Regions from separate parts of the Anas platyrhynchos genome. Here region 1 is linked to region 2. Evidence: chromatin contacts called from public Hi-C data. All regions are on one chromosome and are shown on one strand. The core of a region is the stretch at or near the end of the contact, and the rest is flanking DNA. Distances in the headings are between cores, read along the strand shown.

The links. Hi-C and Micro-C count contacts between places; a contact is called where the count stands out from the background.
Region 1: a contact with region 2 is called in a Hi-C map of subcutaneous adipose tissue, with 4 times the contacts expected there. The contact joins the promoter of LOC140000613 here to the enhancer-like site in region 2. A contact is called at or near these places in 3 of 8 Hi-C or Micro-C datasets (liver, skeletal muscle and subcutaneous adipose tissue).

The regions. Positions count from the first base shown.
Region 1 is chr1:139,588,900-139,592,304 of IASCAAS_PekinDuck_T2T, reverse strand. LOC140000613 reads left to right here and starts at 1,526. Exons shown (of 1, transcript XM_072030743.1): 1 at 1,526-3,405. It overlaps INPP4A (inositol polyphosphate-4-phosphatase type I A), which reads left to right. Exons shown (of 25, transcript XM_072030729.1): 25 at 1-1,373.
Region 2 is chr1:139,397,210-139,400,877 of IASCAAS_PekinDuck_T2T, reverse strand. VWA3B (von Willebrand factor A domain containing 3B) reads left to right here. Exons shown (of 29, transcript XM_027446666.3): 11 at 311-465; 12 at 2,370-2,508. Among named protein-coding and RNA genes, the nearest start is that of VWA3B, 29 kb to the left of the region's middle. Within about 2 kb of position 1,852, at least 1 of the 8 cell types and tissues checked has an H3K27ac peak or open chromatin away from gene starts, as enhancers often do. A contact at or near this core is called in subcutaneous adipose tissue, where this site is marked.

The DNA.
Region 1 (3,405 bases), core at 277-2,776, 190 kb before region 2:
ATCAGTCATGTTCATTCTGCTCCCATACAGGTTTGGGGGTTTTAAGCCTAGCAGTTTTTGCATTTTGCTTTCTGCAGTCCAACACTGAGCAGCATGTCACCTCGCCAGTTAAGAGAGTTCTGCTGAGCTAGGTCGTTACCATTACTTCAGTCTTTCTAGGAGAACAAAACAAAAAAATTCTGAGCAAATTCACTGCTTTTGTAGCACCTGTCCTGAACAAACCATCTGTAGAAGAACAGTCCCTTGGAAACATTACGAACCTGTTCTCCAACTAATAAATGTGTTGCTTTTATTTTTGGGTTTTTGCAAATATGTAAGCAAATATACAGTTGAAAAACTTTTCAGTGGGATTTATTTAGGCATTATTCCATTAGTTCTGTTCAACCTTCAGTCCCTGGCCCGTTATTAAATGCTACATTTATTTTTGTATAAACTATACTCTTTGTATCCCTTAGTTTTTATGAGTTGATGATTTTATTTTGTATATTTCAAACATAGTTAATATTTTAAGTCCTGTATTGTTACACTAAAAACCTTCCAATGTTCCGCTTCAGAAGAAAATACCGAGAGGTCTGTTGTAACAATTAGCAGAGCCACTCTCTTAGGTTGTGGCCAGCAATCATTAGATCTACTCTAGAGCTTAGTGAGCCTTTATTTATTTTGTATACCAGTGTAATCAGAAAAAGTTCCCGAATTTTCTATATGCATGGTTTTCGCTCACCTTTTTAAAGTGGTGGCATACCGGTCTCCAGTATTGCATTATTTTGTTTAAAATATTCTGATTTTAGTACGCTTACATGTAAAACCTCATCGTCCAGCTAACGTTTTATATATACAACGGTGTCAGTACATGCACGTCAATGGCTTGTTTTAAAGGGCATCGCGAACAGTAAGATCTTGAGCAGTTCATTGAAAAACTGTGAAACTTGAAATCCACATCGGGGACTTCACAGGGGTGAAGTAAGCTTTTCTGTTGCACAGGAGAGGCAAATTTAAGGATTACTGTAAAATGAAGTTCTGTCTAATGTTCTTTTTTGAGTAATTTTTTAAATTATAAAACATACAAAGGTAAAAAAAAAAAAAGTTGCCAAGTATGTTCTGTGTATGTTCTGTGAAAGTACCTACAGCACAGTTGCCTTTTGTTTCATTTATACATGTAAAATTATTGTATAATACAACACTGTTTTGTCCCAACACAATTGTATTTGCCAAGCTTTGTGCATTGAAATATTTTTATTTATTTGTTTTTGGGCAGTATTAATATATCATAAACATATGGCTACTGTTTTATATATTCTAATTCATCCAACCCATGTATGCTGTAAATGTGCTAGTCTAGGATGAAAACCAATAAAGAACTGACAAGAATAACAGATGGTGGCTTACTTTTACTGCTTTGGGGGCAAATTAATCAACGCTTTCAGGTTGCTTGGCTTGACGTGCTTTATCTGTTGGAGAATATATGAAAGTGTGCATGGAGATATTTTTACACGGATGTGCAAGTTGGGAACTCCTCAGCCCTGCCGCTGTCAATTTTCTGCAGTGAAGTCAGGCACTGGTTCATCCTGTGCAGACATGCCAGTCTGCAGCAACAGTTAAAGAAATGGTGAGAGATTTGTGGGTTTCAAGCTTGTTTCTTCTCCGTTAATCTTCTGCAACTCCTTCCTGAGCTTCCTTCTCCATTTGGCACTCTTTCTTCCAGTAACAATTCCTCCTCTCTTCTTCAGTCAATGCATCCCCACAGCAGCTCTGGTAGTTATGCTGATTTCAGTAGGGATGGGTTGTCATTGTTGATTCTCATTTTGATATCAGATTAAATAAATTTCACGTGGGAGTGTAACAGACAATCATCCAAAGCATTCGGATTTCTATAGAATACAAAGAATAGAACATAAAAATTAAATTCTTCTGTCACTGAATGTTTGAGAATTGCCAAATACAATTTTATTTGTGTGAGAGAAGACTGATGGCCACAGATGGGAAATGACTTCTATGGATTCAGTTTTCTGGTTACACAAAATAAAACAGTACCGGGAAAAAACAAAAAAACAAAAACAAAAAAAAAACAACCAAAAAACACACACTGATTTCATTAAAGATGCAGAAGGAGAAGATGCTTGACAGGTGGGATTTCCTAAATGGAATATACAAAATACATCTACATATGTGTGGGGGCATACATACATACATTAGTATTTCGTGACTTTTCAACTGATGTCAAAAAAAGTATCCGCCAGTGTTCATTTTAATTTAAAATAATCAAAATCCTACAAAAGAAACATTTTGGGTTTTCATCCATACTCATAGCAATGACGAACACTGGGGTTTGGGGGTCTGCAGAACAGAGCGGGTTCCCACGTTGCCATGAGTTTGGTTAATTGATGCTTTCAACCTGGGGGTATTGACTAGTGCTCGACTCGCTGGAGCCACCGGGGGTACCTGCAGTGATAAGGGCACATCCTGAGGTTATCACCACCGCAACGAGGAGCTGCTGAGAGCAGCACTGACTGCAGCCCAGACTGAACCACTTGGTCTGGAGTCAGTCGCTGCCCGTCAGGCTCCTGAGGTGTTTCATTATTCATAAAGTTGATAAGTTCAAAGGAGAGAGATGAAGACCCATCCTGCAGAGGCTAATGGTAAAGGAATTATCCGGGACATGAACACTGTGGTGGAAAGCAATGATCTGGGGTGGGAAGGTGTTTGTTTGCTCGGCTCTGTCATCAGGGACACCACAAATCTCTTCTGCTGAGCCTGCACAAAGGTTCCTGGCAAAAACCTTTGTTGGGAGGAATGAAATAATTTCCATTTGGCTGGGGGCGGGGAGAAGGGGCAACGTTTCAGAAAGTTCCCAATCTATATGAATTAAAATTTTAACGATGATCAATATGGAACTGGGGCATAAAGCAGTTGCTTATCCACGTGGTCTCCAGATCAGACCTGGTTCTGGCGACTAAGATGTACGCTTAATTGCTGCTACTTCATACAAAGTCATAAAGCTTCTCCAACATGCACATCAATGCTGCAATAAGATCTTATTGCTGCCTACGACTCACGTGAGTTGTGCCTACTTACCAGTACGATGCAGAGAAAAGCTGCTCAACTCTTAGGCTTTAAATCAAGTCAGGATGGGTGAGGTTTGTCAATTTATTGATGACATGTAATTAACCATCCATCAGTGAATATGTTCAGAATCAGCGTGAGCAGTACAGAAGATAAACAACAATCTCAGACGCTTATAAAGTCTTCCTGGACACCTAAAAATGTCTAAGTACCCTTCTGTAACTAATTATAAACATTTCACAGCTTTGCACGTGTGACTCCTTTACAGCCACACGGGTTACACGTGTGCACCCCAGTCCCCCATGTGGTGGGTGCCCCCTTCTTTGCCCACTCCTCCAGGCAAGG
Region 2 (3,668 bases), core at 603-3,102:
TGCTCCAACACTTGCAGGTCTTTAAGCAAATTTGAACTAATTTTTCTTAACTATTTGTTTTTTTCAAGCTCTACCATTGCACTGTTCAGTAAGCTTCCGCTCTTGCAAGCTACAAGAATAAAATCAGTTTCTATTGACTTGTGCTAGAAGCAAATTCCATGACCACCCTATTCTGTGTCCATTTCTGCACCTGTTCATTTGCAACAAGGCCGTACCTTTGAAGTTTGTTTACTAAATATTGTAGGGCACAGCAAAAAATAAATAAATAAATATATATCTTGGAACTGAAACCTGTTTTTCCTGCCTGTAGGAGACAAAGAGGAAAGTAATTCACGCAAAATACTGTGACAAGTTTGTACATACCTTCTGGAAAGATGGATCAGTAGTTCATGTATATGTTACTACAGAAAAGTATAAGTGGTATGAAGAGAAAATGAGGACTGCTCTCAGACAAGTGGAAGGAAGGTTAGTGTTCTGTCACATAAAAACATTTTGTGTTATTTCACGAGTGTTAAAATGTTTGACATTTCCTGTCATAATAAGCTCAAGTAGTTGGTACATTGCCAGTAGCAGTATTAAGCCAGAAATCCATTCGCGTGTAAGATTTCTTAGTAGCCACCTAAGAAAACCGATGAGCAGTATCTTTTATTCTTCTTCTGTAACACAAAGACAAAAGTCAGTCAGCACATTGTAGAAATACTTCTGGCAGTGGAAGAAAACATTGGAACTTAGGGTACATTGGAACAAGGCAGAGAACTTCCAGAGTTGTTCCTCCTGCCCACCTAGGAATCCCTTGTGATACCTCTAGCACCAAGTAGCATCTATTGGCTTGTGCCCTTTTCTCCAATTTTGTGTTGAAGAGAACAAGTTTGATCAAGGTTAAGGCATGAGCTAACCATTAAGTAACACCTACGATCAGAAGTTCAGCGCTCAATTAGTTTTGCTTTTCTTTAGCCATATAGATGCACTCTGAGATTCTGTAGGATGGCTGCAAAAAAAAAAAATAGGCCATTAGAGGGTCTGATTCCTCTGTCCTAAAGATGTCCTTAAGTAAATCAGATTGAATTGTGACCCATTTCTGTGCTGTCTGGAAAGAAAGTTTTGGCTAATTTCAAAGTGGATATCTCCATTATAGATTACATATTTCCTAGGTTTTGTATCTACATTAGGATGAGAAGGAAACATTCAAAATAGAGATTGTAGATTCAAAAGGAAGAATAAATATTGCCCTGTGTTTTGTATATTAGGACAATGAGATGTCTCACTGAAGAAAGCAGGATGTGAACTTTTGTTTTACTGCAGCTTCTCTATCAGAATGTAATAGCCTGAATATATTTAGCAGGGTCAAACAGAGTTTTGTTGTTCATTTTAATTTATCTTCATCTTGCTGTATTTAGTATAACATTAACATGATTAACATGCAGTGAAAGGAAAATCTGAGGTAAAGGGCTTTGTTGTGTTTATAAAATCCAAGCCAAGGTCATGGGTTTGATGTTTAAAAAGGTTCACCTCATTGTTAAGAAGTCTTGGTAGACTTCATCAAACACTTTGGGGGAAATAACTAATGGTAAAATGGCTGTCAGTAGTGAATGTAATAGGATCTTTTTACTTTCTGTGATATAGTTTTTTAAACCTCTGTGGGAGATGAGTAATATTTTTCCCAGGGCCATTATATTCCGTCTGCTAAAATGCCTGTGTTTCAGAGTAGTCAAGTAGTTTATGAATCTCATGGGAAATTAGATTTGGACCTGTTGCAGCTGTTACTAAGGAAATGTTGTTGTACACAACTGTATGCATGCACGTATTTAGCTGGCAGGCATGCGTAAATCCTGTTTAAAATGTAAAACTCAGTCTGTGTTTAAGGCCCTGGGTCAACAAGGCATTGAAGCATCTGTGTTACATTAAGACTCTTTAAAGTGCTCAAGTTGCTTGCAGAATAGGTTCTCAAGTGGTTTCCTGAAAAGGGAAGTGTATTAGCGGATGCTTAAATGATTTCTTGAGTTCAGGCTGGAGAACAGTTACAGAGGCAATAGTTATAGGTACTTTCTCATGGGATTTGCTAGCTCAAACTACTGTATAATTGCCATTATACATATTGACATTATACTTTTTTTTTTTTTGTGCATGCGTTTTTTGTTCATCTTCAGATCCCCATTGAAATTAGAAAATAAAAATGTCTTGTGTTGTTATGTAGTGAAAGATGACTGGTTCAGCAAGGCCAATATGCTGCTTATGACAGGGATGGACAACAGCATTTAAACAACAGGAATAGAAAATACAGCAGTGATAAAAGATCCTTTCTGTTAGATGCTGATACACAGTTCTCCCAAGATCTTATATATATATATATTTTTTTTTTCCTTGCCCAGAATTAAGTGGCTTCAACAAGGAAGCAGAGGGCTCTTTGGGAATGTGTTTGAAGATGATGTCTATATTCTTATTGATACATCCCAGTCTATGAAGGACAAGCTGCCACTGGTGAAGGAGAAAATATTTCAGCTCATACAGGTTTGATGAAGTGATGATTCTGAAAAATGTTGAGTATTTTAGAGTAGGCTGACCTTTTCCGGATGGTTGTTACCCTATCTGTCTACTTATCAGTGACTTTTAAATTTATTTTGAAATGGTTTTCCAAAATCATCAGCTTTATAAAAGTATTTTGATTTTTCTTGGTGTGCCACTTTTTTAGTTTATGTTTTCTATTCTTGTTTGTTTGTTTTTCTTGTGCATCTGTAAAAATGTTTGAAAGAAACCTGGAGAAAATGTTAAAAATGAAAATGGCTTAGATAGTTTTTGTATCCCTCAAGCCAACTCACTCCTAAAAAAAAAATAATAATTTTCATTTATTTTAAGCAGTGTCATCTGATTCCACTGGAATGCTGTGATTTGTAAGAGGTATTTCATACTGTGACATTAGAGGGTGTAGAGCATTTCAAGCTTGCTTGCATCTTACAGAGTCACTCAGATCTTTCCTAAGTGACTTGCAAAGTGCAGAAGTAGCTTAGAAGCAGTGAGTACTTGAAGACACACCTGAAATGAATTTATCCCACCTAGTTTTAGAAATCTACAATGATATCACCTGAGCTGACATTAATATTTGAGAGAAAGAGGTACTGTTAAAGCTTGATTTTTTCAGATTTGAAAGAAATAACCAACAAACGTGCCATCAGTCTGGCACGGATAGCAGTCATTAGTAGGGCTAAAAATATTAAAACTGTAAGAGAGAGGTTTTTGAGCTGTGTGTAAGTGATAGGATGCAGTATGATGTGGTCCATTTCTCTGGTACTAGATCAGCCTAGAAAATGATTAGATGCTGTGCCAGAAGTTGTCACAGGACTGCACAGAAATAGTGGAGTGAAAGAGTCCAGGCTCTGGAAGTTTTACAGGCTTGCACAAAACTTTCACTCCTTGTAACTTTGGTCCAAAAACAACTTCATCAAATTCTCAGTTCTCTTTTGCTGTCCTAGTTCCCCTTGCCAGTGTCCTGCATTTGATTCTTGTTCTTCTCCTCTAAATGATGTCTTATTTTGATTCTGATTTCAAATTCTTTTGTTAAGCAGTCAAAATATTTCCCTTATACCAATGTTAATACCTAGTTTCCTTTCTGTTTCTCTCTTTCTCTTTCCTTCTCTTTCTCTCTTTCTCTTCCTCTCTTTCTCTCTCTCTCT